Linked DNA regions of Sus scrofa: all the other regions are linked to region 1. The links are chromatin contacts, called in public HiChIP or PLAC-seq maps. All regions are on one chromosome and are shown on one strand. Each heading gives the region's core, a stretch centred on a gene start, on an enhancer-like site or on the middle of the called end of the contact. The rest is flanking DNA. Distances are from core to core; before and after follow the strand shown.

Region 1 (4,301 bases), core at 1,162-3,661:
TGCACACACGATAAAGTCAGCCCTAAGCAGTTTGGTTTCCTTGCTTGTATTCTTTTTTTTTTTTTTTTTTTTTGCTGGACTGGTGCTGGGTTTTTTTACAAAAGATACGTTGTGTTTAACCAAATATTAACAAGAGAAAATGATGGAAAATGCAGTGCATTTAAAGAAGAAGAAGAAGAAGAAAGAAAAAAAGGCTGAGGTAGTTGGGCGCTGGGGGTCAGGCACTGGGTGAGCAGGGAGCATCCTGCAGGCCACCTGCCAGGCTCATCTCCCTCAGCTCCTGGGTGGTGGGGAGGCTGGTGATGGGGGATGGCCAAGGCATTGAGGTGGGTGGGGGGGGGTTGATGTGCCCCAAAAGAGACATCTTTCTTCCATTCACGAGTTAAATCAATTTTTTTAATAAAGATCTTTCCACACACCCAGACAAAACAGTTAAGGAATTCCAAGGAAAACTACACCCAGTGAAATTGAAAGTATTCCAAGATGATACAAAAATATCAATATGTACAACCATAATCACCCCGCCTCCGGGAACCTTTGTAATTTGGACTTTTCTTAGGCGTGTTCCTTCACTTCCAGATAGGATCTGGATCCTTATCTCCTCCTGTCAAGGCTCCAAAGTCACGGATGTGCCTGAGGGAAGATTACAGTATTCACGGTGTGTTGTTCTGATATACATGGTACATACTAATATATGTATAATATACTACACTACACATTATGCAAATATATAACACATATTGTATATATTGTATAGTATATAAATAAGACACTGAAAAAAACACTGAAGCACATGTAAATTTGAAGGTAGGTGTGTCCTCCGTGTAAACTATGATGTCACTTTCATGCACAGGGGACAATGACAAAGCTAACGTGTGTGTGTGTGATTTCCAGGAGGATGGAGTCATAGGGTCCCTTTGAGTCGAGGCACAGGGGCGCCTCGCAAATCCAGAGGTAGACTCTGGAGGGAAAATGCCAGGTGGAAGCGGTGATTTCCAGGCACACCCCTTGACCTGGATAAGGAATTACAACCAGGATTTTCCTTGTGTTTTACCGCTGTGAAAAAAACTGTGGGGATAAGCTATTTTTGGCTCTCATTTGCAAATAAAATATCACACGCCGACACTGCCAAAAATGAATCTTTCTGAAAGCTATGGCATAATCTGATTTTATTTTAGTTTTGCTTTACAGGGCCGCACCTGCAGCACATGGAAGTTCTCAAGCTAGGAGTCAAATCAGAGCTACAGCCGCCGGCCTACACCACAGCCATAGCGACTCGGGATCCGAGCCTCGTCTGCCACCTACACCACAGCTCATGGCAATGCTGGATCCTTAACCCAGGGATCGAAGCCACAGCCTCATGGATACTAGTCGGGCTCTTAACGTGCTGAGCCGCAGTGGGAACTCTTATGGCATAGTCTTAAGGGTCATCAACAAACCAGTTTTCTTGCCAAATGCAGCGGAATTAAGGTGAAGAAAACACATTACTTTAAAAGAAAGCAATGGAGAGAGGCAGCAGCCTAGCTGTGACACTGCCCCAAGCTTCACGGTGTGGGCATGTCCCTTTCATCGACCTGCTCCTCCCCTGAGACACGAGATCCATAATATTCCTCCCTGGCCCTCCTGGGGCCCGCACTGGTGAGAGAGAGCCTCACTGAATATTTCATGGGAATCTGACTTTCCTCTAGGGCTTGGGCCTATTTTCTTCTGGCTTATTTACAGCTTTGCTCTGGTGCTAAAATATGTTATGGATAGCCATGTAATGGGTACTCTCTCTCCTCTCTTGGCAGTTTGATAAAATGACTTCAATTTTCTCACTGGTTCCTCTCCAGAGAGAGGCAGAATAATTGGTACCCAAAGACTAGTCCAGTCATGGTTACGCTTTAAAAAAGAGAACAAACAGTAATAGAGAAACTATTAACTCTGCAGATATGAAATATTAGAATACATCATTTTATCATCTCATTTAATGAAAATGGGAAAATGGAACCTAATCTTTCACTGTTCGACAATAAAAAAAACAAACCAAAGGAAAAAATTCTATTCACACAACTAACAATGATATAGATGAAAGACTCGCCTGGATTTTTCCTAATATGGCAGAGTTTCAAGGCAAAGGACTCAAAAAAAAAAAAAAGAAAAAGGAAAACCCCATATGGTGCTGAGGATGGAGGGTCAAATTCCTAAGTTATCATTTAAAAGATAAGCTCTGTGAGGCCCGTGGGAGTTTTATCCCCTTTAACCACATATATGTGAGCGGTTATTATGGTGTGGTTTTGTCGAGGGAACTTAGCAACGAGATAAAATAACAGCTGTATATTTTGCAGAGAAGTTTGCTTAGGAAGGCAGTTGCCATGGGAACGCCTGGCAATAGCGATTTGATTTTGTGTCGAATGAAAGCGATGAGTTTACTTTGTCTCCGTTGTTTTCCTCCCCCTGGCAACTTCTGGAGGAAAGAGAGAAGGCTAAGTAGCCTTTTCCAGAATTTGCATATTAAAAAAGCAATCCACTTCATTTTTGAATAGACGGGGAGAAGACTCTATGGACAAGCGCTCGAATCATGTACTTTACACCAACAAATACGTATTGTGTAAATTTACTGTATTTCAAAAGCGCTCAGACGGCCTCCGCTTTGTTCGGTAGTCCCACTTCACTCCGATGAGTCACATTCAATAAGTCCTCAGAAATGTGCCCAAAATAGTTGCAGCTGGGAGATAAAAAAAAAAAAAAAAAAAAAAATCTTATGAATGAGCAAAAACGAAGTGAATTATACGCCGCGGGGAAGTCTCTCAATGAAAAAAATCTGGTAAACAGACGCTGGGGTGGGGGCACGGGAAACAGATGCTGACTGATAAGGATTTGCTTATTTTACCAGGGAGACAGGGCATGGCGGCGCTGAGGCTCCAGTGAGGGTTTCGTGGGCTGTTTTCTCCCTGCAGGTGGCAGGGCTTCCGTGAACTGAAATATGGGCATCAAAAGATGACATGCCCCTCACCCCTGAGAGACGTGGGGCAGTCATTTCTTTCATTCAGATGGAGGAATTCAAGATGGGCAGGAGTCACAGACGCCTGCAGAAGATGGCTTTACCGCACAGCCCTGGAAGGTCCACCTTCCAAGGCCAGGGTCGGGTGTCACCAAGGAGGGAACAAAAGCCAGTTCACACTCTCTCCGGAGCACATCCTTTGCCCTCGGCTTCCATGTCAGGCCTCCTCCCCGAGAAAGCCTATTTTCAGATGACCGGACAAAGTGACAGCAGATCTGCCATCTCTAGGGATTGCCTGTTGTGTCCGGGTGTAGAGAACGATCATTTCCCAACAGAGTCAAAATCTGTTTGTTTCAAGTAAGCTCAGAAAGCCTATGGAAAGTCAGAGAGACAAGGAACAGATTTATTTTTAAAGCAGAGTCATTAGAAAGACAAAGAAACTGGAGGCTTCTGATCTTCATTATTTTCGAAAGCTGTGAGGCCTCTCTCTAGCTGTCGGAGCTTGGCTTTCGCTTGGAGAAGGAAGAATGGCCCTTGCACTTAGCCCTTCACCTTTCTTGGCTGGTGACTAAGTCAGCAGTCTTGGGGGATACACGGAGAACTCTCTGAATGCATTCGGTGGAAGCTGAGTCTTGGTGTTTTCAGGGCTGCTTTGACAATGTAAAGCCGCTTTATAGGAAAGCCGGTCCTGTTTTGACCAGGAGGCTTTGCCTGATGGTGCATTGCTTCTGGCCTGTCTCTGAGCAGCTCGGAGCAAGCCAGCCTGGAACAGGAGAAGGGGACCTTCAGAAGACTTTGCAAGAGTTAATGTTTATTTCACACGCATCATGCATCCCACACTGTGACTTTTGAGCATGACTTGACATTCACAAAACAACACTGGGAGGTCAGCACTCTTACTGTTGCCACGTTAGAGGCAGAGACGCCGTACAACCTGCCCACGTTCTCCAGGTGGATTCTTTTAGGAGCCTGGGCTGGGTCCTGAGCCGGTTAAAAGGCTGCAAGGCGCTCTCACCGCCCACGGGTCGGAGGTCAGCTGGGCCATCCTCCAGCTCCTCCTGCCTCTGACCACAGAAAGCGCAGTGCACAGCCAGCGACCTCTGGGGCTTGTCCCAGCTCACTCCCCAATCCGTCTTTTTCCATATACTTCTTTTTATTTCGTTTTCCTGCTGATCTGGAACCTACTCAGCTATCTGGAATTGTCTTGAAATGCACTCATGGCCTTGACTAATTTGACTATTGACAACCTTGTTTTAAAATTATCCCCATCTGGAGTTCCCCTTGGGGCTCAGTGGTTAACGAACCTGACTAGCATCCA
Region 2 (4,301 bases), core at 1,125-3,624, 450 kb after region 1:
ATGAAACCAAAACATACCGCTCTGGCCAAAGAGCCTTTGATAGCTGAAGAGGTGGGTGGCAGGCGGCCCAGGGGCCAGGCGGGAGGGCGGGGAGTCCCGTCCCCACAGGTCAGTTGAGCCCAGAACAGACGCCCAGAGAAACTGAGGCCGAGAGGGTCCCACTCGGCGCTGAAGTCCTGGCAGCAATATTTTCACAACATCTTAGATAACAAACAAAAAGGACCATGTGTACAAAAATAAACACCGCCGTTAAAAGAAAAGTAATCACCCAGAAACAAAGACATGCTTTGATCTTGGAAAGAAACCCTCGTTAGTCTGTCCCTTTGATGAGAATCTTAGTGCCTCAGGCCAGTAGCTCCCAAACAACTCGGGCCTAGAGCTGAATGAAATTACAGAAAATAGAATTTATCTACCAGTCTTAATTTAAAATTGGACGTCAGACCAGGGTGTGCGGAGGTGGGAGGCGGTGCTCTTAGGGGATGTCAATCAATTAGCACCTGTATCCTCAACTTTGTATTACTTATAGACGTATTGGGTTTTTTTTTTTTTTGTATCCTGATAAAAATAGATACATTTTTGATTGGTGCAAAATAGCTGATTCAGTTAAGACTGCTCGTAAGGTAGTGATTTTCTTCTTGCAAGGCTTCAAAGACATCAGCAGTGGATGCAGCAGTAAAACGGGATATTTAGTTCTGATGTACAAAGAAACTCAGTATTTCAGGTTCCACATGTACAATGACACCTGCAAAAATAAACGTGAAGATATAATTTTAAGGAACAATTCCATCTCTATAATTTTTTTTTCCACCCCCCTTTTCCTAGACCCCACCCCCTTGTCCCTTGGTAAAAAATTGCTGCCTGCCATGCCGTTCGGCTGTCACCGTCAGAGTGTGCATTAAGCAGATCTCCGTACCTTTGGTCGCCTGTCAGGGTCACCATGCCCGGAGATAAGCGCCCCAGAAAATAGCTCCCTATCGTGTTGCTCCAATTCGCTCCTTACTGAAGTCACGTGTATCCACAGAGGTCAATGTGCCAGGTGCGAGACTAAGCACAGAGGCTGCAAAGCTGGTGGGTTGTGACCTTGCCCGCAGGGAGCCCCCTGGCACCCACCCTCAAGCCCTCTGACTGGGTAGAAGTAGCCGATAACTTTATCAGGTCCTCGACGACTGGTCCTGAGGTCAAGGATGGTGATTTGACCTCCTTGGTGACTATAGCCAATGGTTATTCTTCACGCATTTTTTTCTCAGCCACGCCCACAGCATAGGGAAGGCCAGGGATTGAATCTGAGCCACAGCCACAACCTAAGCCAAAGCTGCAGAAACGCTGGATCCTTAAACTCACTGCACAGGGCCAAGGATCAAACCCATACCTCAGCAGTGACCTGCACTGCTGCAGTCAGATTCTTCATCTGCTGCGCCACAGCAGGAACTCCTTACCAAGCATATTTGACTAATAAATGATTAGCAGCCTCAGGAGCAAAAAGGAGCAGGGCAGGGGAGTCTGGGGAGACCGGTTTGTGTCCGGGGGCAGACTTAGGCTGGGAGGTCATCCAGCCTTGGGAATGCCCTGACTATAACTGACCCCAAGGCTCAATTTTGCCAGGAAATTCTCCTTCGAGGGAAAGGTGGACTTGTTCTAATTTACCACGTTCCTCGCCTACCTTGAATTCACAGGCGTCTCCGGGAATGTCTAGAAATGTGAGATGATGGCTTAAATAAAGTGGGCAACCCAGCAAACCGCTTTGAGCATGTGTGGTAAGGGTCTGGAAATGAGGCCACTCAGCCTGCAACAGAAGGTGTTTCACGGTCTGGGTGGCTCTGCCCCCAGGGTGCAGTAAGGCTTCATGGAATGTACTGACAAGCAGAGGGAGACCCCCCCCCGCCCCACCCCGTGGATCATTGCCCATTAACTCCTGAAGCCCAGTCCCCTTATCCCCTCGTTCTGTGGCTCAAGGAGGAGCGTCTGTCGTGCCTCCTGATTCCTTGTCTGTTGTGGGTCTTGTCATTAAATGGAGCGAGCAGCTTTAATCACATGCTCTCTGTCTCCTGTTTCAAACCCTGCACAGTATCTGTGGCCTGGAGTTCCCTGTGACGTCGGTAATAAGTGACTCATTTATCTCTGCTGCTGGCTGCCAATCTGAAAGTAGGGGTTTGAAAGAAAGGACCTGAGCCATCTTTCCCTTCCTGCCTTCGATTCGTAATAGGAAAAGCCAGAGGGAGGGCGAGGGAAAAGCCTCTGCAGCTTGAGTGTGGAGAGAAGGCCTGGGGACAGTTAGAAAACGCCTCCTTTCAGGTCAGACCAGTATCTCCGTCCTTGTCGTCAGGGGTCCTCGTGGCTGACGTGGACTCTGGTGAAACACCCCCCAGCAAGCGAGGTCGGGTCACCAAGTTCAGTCCCACCTAGAAGCTCACCAAACATTACCTCATCGCTAAAGAACGCCCTCTAAGCGGGCAGACCTTGAGGTCGGATCTTTTTGCCAGGTCTCCGGAATTTTCCTGCTTTCAAAACCGTCACAAAAGTGACCCCTCCGTCTCCAGAGGAAAGCAGCTTGAGGCAGCATCTTCCTGATCAATAAGAAAAAGGAATCTCAGCTCATTGAAATTTCTTCAAAGGGAGAGAAACTATCAATTTCGAAAAATACCAGTACTGAGTTATGGGGAGATATGAAAGAGAGAAAAATCAGCAAGCATTTCAGGAAAAAAAAAAAAAAGCCTCAGAAGACATTTCCTGAGACTTGATATTTGAGACTCAAAGATTTCAAAAACAAACTTAAGGTTCCCGAAGGGGAAGTGTCAGCGAGGGATCCGTTAGGAGGTTGGGACGACAGACACACGTTACTGTGTGTAAATAGATGAGTGACAGGGACGGGCTGTAGAGCAGCCTCCTCAGAGCCGTGCGATAACCCAACGGGAAAAGAATCTGAAAAGGGTGAATATTTGTATATGGAAACCTGATGTACTTCGCTGCACACCTGAAACTAACACCCCTCTATAGGTTAAGTGGTTAAGTACACACCAAGACAATTTAAAAAAAAAAAAAAAAAAAAAGAGTTGATGTTTAAAAGACTGAAAACAGTGGAGCCTCCACCTCTAGGATGGACTCCCTGGGCGGGGGTGGGCTCCCAGGTAAACCCAGAAGCACCAGGTTCTCCGACTCGCCCTTCTCTCTGGGCACCAGTAAAGCAGTGCTCGCACTTCCAGCTTACAAAGAAAACTTAATGCCAGAAAGGAAGCCTAATGTCAGTCTCTGCTCTTGCTGAGGAGGGTGACCGGCCCAAACGGGGCACCCAGAAGGATTTGTCCTGTGGGGACACGTGACGCTAGCGGGTGCTTGCCCTGACACAGGCAGGGTGGGCAGGTGGGCTCTAGGGAAGGGGCAGAAAGCAAGTGACAAGCCGTGTAGACCTTGTTTTCCAGCCGTGTGGGTACAGGGTGGACGCAGGAGGTGAAGATGGCAAGAGTCCGGGAGTAAGGATGGACTCTGAGCTGCGTTCCACCCCTGTGGGGGCGAGTTATCCCGACTCCCCATCATCGGCCCGGCTGGCCCCACGCAGAGACCTTCCAGCAAGTGAGACGTAAAGCTGATCAGGGCAGCAGGACCCAACCTCAGAGCAGGGCGTTTCCCTTTCAGAGAATCAGAGGCCAGTGTGGCTCTGAGTCTGTGTGGGAGGAAGTGTTTACTAAAGCTTAAAAAGCGAAAAGACTTGTCTAATTCAGGTAACTCGACTGCAAAGAGCCTTTACTCAAGATAACCTGGTAAATCCGACCGTGTTCACTTGTCGTTGAGCCAGACGGTCCGAAGTCCTTCTCTTTAAGGCTTTTTGGTCCTCCACGCGAAACTCTCAACATCGTGCTTCTCGGTCGAGGGGACTCTAGGTACTTCCCGTGAAAGCCTAAGGCCACATGTGACACGTTGTGAGCGGTGAAGACCAACCACCAGGGGCTGGGGTTTCCTTGCGACTTTTCTTTTGACTCATTAACTCTCCACTGCAACTTTGCGGGGCTGTACTTACACCTCGTTAGCCTAGCTCCTCGGTCTGTAGCCTAAATGTCCAGCGGGGAGGACGGTGTCTTTGCCGCCTTTCCCCCCTTCCCCGTGCCTTCCACCTGCTCTCTTCCCGCTGGGGCTTCTCCAGCCTCTCCTTCAAGCTTGCAAGACTGTTGTCTTCGAGGAGGCTGTGTCTTCTCCCTAAAGCTCCGTTTGCCTTGGTCACTGTCACGGCTCAGTTCCTAGGCCCGTGTCATCCCGGTCTCTGCTCCAAGCAGCCTTGGAAGCGACGTTATCACTGGTCATGCACCGGA
Region 3 (4,301 bases), core at 1,142-3,641, 290 kb after region 1:
TGGTTTACTGTTCCTAAAATGGGCCTTTAGGAAGCAGAGGAAGTCACTCCATGTGCTCTGTCTGCTAACTAGAACCCGGAGAAAGGCACACACCACTCCACCAGCATTCTGTAGGAAGGAGCGTCCGTGACTGCTAATGAGAGCATCATATTCCACTCAGAATCTGCACCGTCATTTATTTATTTTCTGATTTTGTATATTCATCATCTTCTCAATTTTATGCTTAGAAAACACAATATAATGAGTATTGTCTGTTCATGTAGCTTTTGCCTTCATTTCAGTTATTTTCTTTGGATCGATTCCCAGAAATGGGATTACTGAGTCAGAGAAGATATTTGTTTTTATGACTCAACTGCTTTTCCAAAAGAGTTATGCCAGTTTACAATGACACCAACAGTAAATGAGAATAATTGTTTCGTCTTTATCACTTTGGTCACTGGAATTATTTTAAATATTTGCTTTCCTGTGCCTTCTAAATGTTGTTATTTTTTAATTAGTTTATTGTCTCTAATTATTACTTCTGCCTGCCTCATTAGCAAAACAACTGATTTAAATAAAGTAATCCCTTTGATTTCCCTTTATCATGAAAACACAGACTTTATTCAGATTCTTTTGACTTCACTGTGCTTTTAGCGAATAAACTAAGGAAAATTAATTCCTACTTTTTAGTCAGTGATTTCTCCTTTCTCTACTTCTGAAAAAATTCCAGAGAAAATCACGCAGAGATCTACCGCCCACCTTCAGCACTCCATTTCCACTAGAAATATGTTACTTTTTCACTTAGCAATAGGTTTTCCTCTTGCCTTTGTGATTATAACACAACAGATACAAAAGAAGAGTCAACCTATTGGCTTTAAAAGGTAATTAATGCCTTTAATTGGTAGCAACTAACATTGTTGGAGACCAAGAAGTAATTAAACAGAATCTTCTCATGGCATTATGTGCAAATTTTATATATAATTTTCAAGACAATATAAAGTAGATACTGTCGTCTGTTATCTAGATTTTACTTAACACAGATTCGAAGCAGCAAACTAGAAAAGTCATTTGAGAATTAAGTAATCACATTAGGAGGGCCCTTGGAAGGAAAGGTGATGGATTTTAACCAATCAAAGTCAAATAGAGAAAAAAAATAATTGCAAACATGTTGTGCAGATGACAACAACAACATCTAATCCTGGCTTTTAAATAATAATCAGGTCATCAAAAAGCTTAAAATCTGGAGTTCCCATTGTGGTGCAGCGGAAATGAATCCGACTGGGAAGCATGAAGTTGCGGGTTCGATCCCTCAACTCGCTCAGTGGGTTAAGGATCTGGTGTTGCCGTGAGCTGTGGTGTAGGTGGCAAACATGGCTCAGATCTGGTGTTGCTGTGGCTGTGGTGTAGGCTGGCAGCTGTAGCTCTGATTAGACCCCTAGCCTGGGAACCTCCATATGCCATGGGTGCAGCCCTAAAGAGACCAAAAAAAAAAAAAGCTTAAAATCTGTTCAAACCCCATTTAGAGAAAATTATTAGCATATTTTTAAAAATTATATTGATTTTATATGTTGAGTCTTGAAGTTAAAAAGGTCAGCCAGAAGAATTCCCTGGTGACCTAGCAGTTAAGGCTGCAGCCCAGCATTGTCACTGCTGTGGCTGGGGTTCAGTCCCTGGCCCGGGAAGTTCCACATGCCTAGGGCAAGCCCCTTGACAAAGAAAAAAGCCCAACAGGAAGAGTACTTGTACGGAATATATCTTTGTTCAATATAGTTAGATATAAATGAGAAACTCTTCATACGAAGTAAATTATGTTTAAAAATTTCCAATTTTGGAGTTAAAATTTCAGAAGCCTTTAGACTCATTGCCATGAGACAAGCACACTGGGGTAGTGGAATTTTGTCCAGACGCGTCTGATGATAAGTTTGGAGGGAGTCGCTCCAGATCGGTAGCCACACATGGAATAATTAGTACATAAAATAGTATATTATATGAATGAATGATGCTGAGTTTGTACTCAGAGACAAAGGTACGCATGATACATTTCTGAAAATGTGCATGAAAAGTGTCAGGAGCTGCTGTGGACTGAATGTCTGTGTCCCCCCAAATCCAGATGTTGACTTCTTGGCACCCAGTGTAGTGGTGGGAAGCGGGGGCCTGGGAGGTGATGGGGTGGAGAGGGTGGGGCCCTCACAGTGGGACCCACGCCCTCGCAGAAGAGACACCAGACCAGGGAGACCTCGCTCCTCCCCCGGCCGCCTGCAGACACAAGGAGGTGCAGGTTCCCCTCAGACACTGGGTCTGCAGGCGTCCAGCCTCTGCGCTGTGGGAAATAAGCTCCTATCGTTTGAGCCCCCATCTGCGGTGATCTGTTGAACCAGCCCAAACCGACCGAGACAGCGCGGAGAGGTAGACGACGCCCCAGACAACCAGGGAAATGCAGAGAGGGTGCACGTCAGCATCTTACATCTCCTGCCTTGCCTGGCATCTTGTTGCATTTTATTGTCCAAAACTAGGTTATAATTGAATCCGCTGGAAAATCCTAACCACATGATTTTAGCTTAGAGGAAAGGAATGATATGTGAGGATGATTCACTGTGCACTCTGTCCAAGAAATACACGATTTTTTGGTCAATGTCTTTAAAATTTCTGCTTTTCCACAGCTATGCTCATCAGTGTGTCCCGAGCATATCAACACTAATGTAAAGACCCTATCCAGTATCTATGAATATGAAAATCACTCCAGCGAAAATTATGTTCCCTCTGTGGGTGAATTTTAAAAAATCTTGTCATTGTAACAATGTGGAAACAGAATACTTACGTGTTGATGCAGCCAGGAGCGAGAGGACAAAATCAGCTCTCCTTTCAATGTGTTCACCCATAACCTAAATCTGATGGAAGTTAGGAACAGTTTTATGCCAAAATCCCAGCTTAGCCAAGCCTCTCGTTGAGTCAAAGGCGATAACAGATTCTAGGGTGAGTGATAAGCCTCACAGCGGGGACCCAGGATGCACCAGGATGTGTGAATCAGGGGATGGCAGCATCAGGTGGGCACCCCAGCTGCCTGCTCCTTCCCTGGCCACAGCCCCCCATCCTCTCACTGGGAACAATGACAGACATGCTTCCCAGCAGATTTATGTTCTGGAAAAAGAGAGAAAGGAAGGGAAACAGCTCTTGATTACGTTTGAAAAGAAACACACCTGCATCCTGTTCTAAGCATGTGGGAGACCAGTAAACAATTGGTTCAGCAAACCCCTTCTCTGGGCCCTCTTCACGACAATCTTCTAAGGCAGGGGCAGTTATTGTCCCATTTTTCAGATGAGGAAAATGAATGCCAGAGCGTTTCAAGGACGTCTTCCAGGACGCATGCCTCATCAGTGAGAGAGAGAAATGGTGTCGAAATTTTCAAAGCCAGTGCTCTTAATGAGTAAGTTATGTCACCCCCGATGCGCTTGAAATTGCCTGCCTTAGCCAGTCACGTTAACTCTTGTTAACAACTGAATAATTGATAAAAGTGAACAAAGATCCATCATGAACGATATTCTTTCAAGTCTCCAAAGAGAAAAGAGATTTCCTGCCAGAGGAGACTCAGGTCCTGCACGTGTTTTCCTAGCTGTGCTAACCAGAGCTCGCGCCACGCGATGCTTCTCGGGGCCATACGCCAACGGGGTGCTCTTGTCTCTCTCACCATAGATACTGTACATTGAAGAAGTACATGAAAATCTGCACTTGTTCTTCTGGCACGACGTCTCCTCTGCCCGCAGACAGAGCAGGGTAACTCTGCCACAATATGGAATTTTATTTATTTATTTATTTATTTATTTTTGTCTTTTTGCTATTTCTTGGGCCGCTCCCGCGGCATATGGAGGTTCCCAGGCTAGGGGTTGAATCAGAGCTGCAGCCACCGGCCTACACCAGAGCCACAGCAACGTGGGATCCGAGCCGCGTCTGCAACCTACACCACAGCTCGCGGCAACGCCGGATCCTTAACCCACTGAGCAAGGGCAGGGACTGAACCCGCAACCTCATGGTTCCTAGTCGGATTCGTTAACCACTGCGCCACAACAGGAACTCCCAGAATATGGAATTTTAAAGAAAAAGGAGACCACGTCTCTTAGGGCCAGCCTCCTTTGGGGTCCCGCTGGCAGGTGTTTCTCCACCCCGGGGACCCAGGAAATGGTGAGAACAGTTGTGGACCACAGGTTCCCAGCTGTGCCCTCGATGCGTGAAGCTGCCACCGCGCAGAAGCTACCCACGACGTCTCGCACGCAGTCGTAAGCCGTGGATACTGCGTCCTGCATCACGTCCCAGTCACACATTCAAAG

What was found. HiChIP or PLAC-seq counts read pairs in DNA pulled down with a chosen protein or histone mark.
Region 2: a contact with region 1 is called in an H3K27ac HiChIP or PLAC-seq map of skeletal muscle, with 2.6 times the contacts expected there. The contact joins two enhancer-like sites. A contact is called at or near these places in 2 of 47 Hi-C or Micro-C datasets (fibroblasts and retroperitoneal adipose tissue) and 2 of 2 datasets of contacts at active chromatin or transcription factors (alveolar macrophages and skeletal muscle).
Region 3: a contact with region 1 is called in an H3K27ac HiChIP or PLAC-seq map of skeletal muscle, with 4 times the contacts expected there. The contact joins two enhancer-like sites. A contact is called at or near these places in 2 of 47 Hi-C or Micro-C datasets (embryonic fibroblasts and fetal heart ventricle) and 1 of 2 datasets of contacts at active chromatin or transcription factors (skeletal muscle).

The regions. Positions count from the first base shown.
Region 1 is chr10:65,955,105-65,959,405 of Sscrofa11.1, forward strand. No RefSeq gene overlaps it. Among named protein-coding and RNA genes, the nearest start is that of AKR1E2, 260 kb to the left of the region's middle. Within about 2 kb of position 2,412, at least 32 of the 83 cell types and tissues checked have an H3K27ac peak or open chromatin away from gene starts, as enhancers often do. A contact at or near this core is called in retroperitoneal adipose tissue and skeletal muscle, where this site is marked.
Region 2 is chr10:66,404,062-66,408,362 of Sscrofa11.1, forward strand. No RefSeq gene overlaps it. Among named protein-coding and RNA genes, the nearest start is that of KLF6, 82 kb to the right of the region's middle. Within about 2 kb of position 2,375, at least 28 of the 83 cell types and tissues checked have an H3K27ac peak or open chromatin away from gene starts, as enhancers often do. A contact at or near this core is called in retroperitoneal adipose tissue and skeletal muscle, where this site is marked.
Region 3 is chr10:66,241,155-66,245,455 of Sscrofa11.1, forward strand. No RefSeq gene overlaps it. Among named protein-coding and RNA genes, the nearest start is that of KLF6, 250 kb to the right of the region's middle. Within about 2 kb of position 2,392, at least 10 of the 83 cell types and tissues checked have an H3K27ac peak or open chromatin away from gene starts, as enhancers often do. A contact at or near this core is called in skeletal muscle, where this site is marked.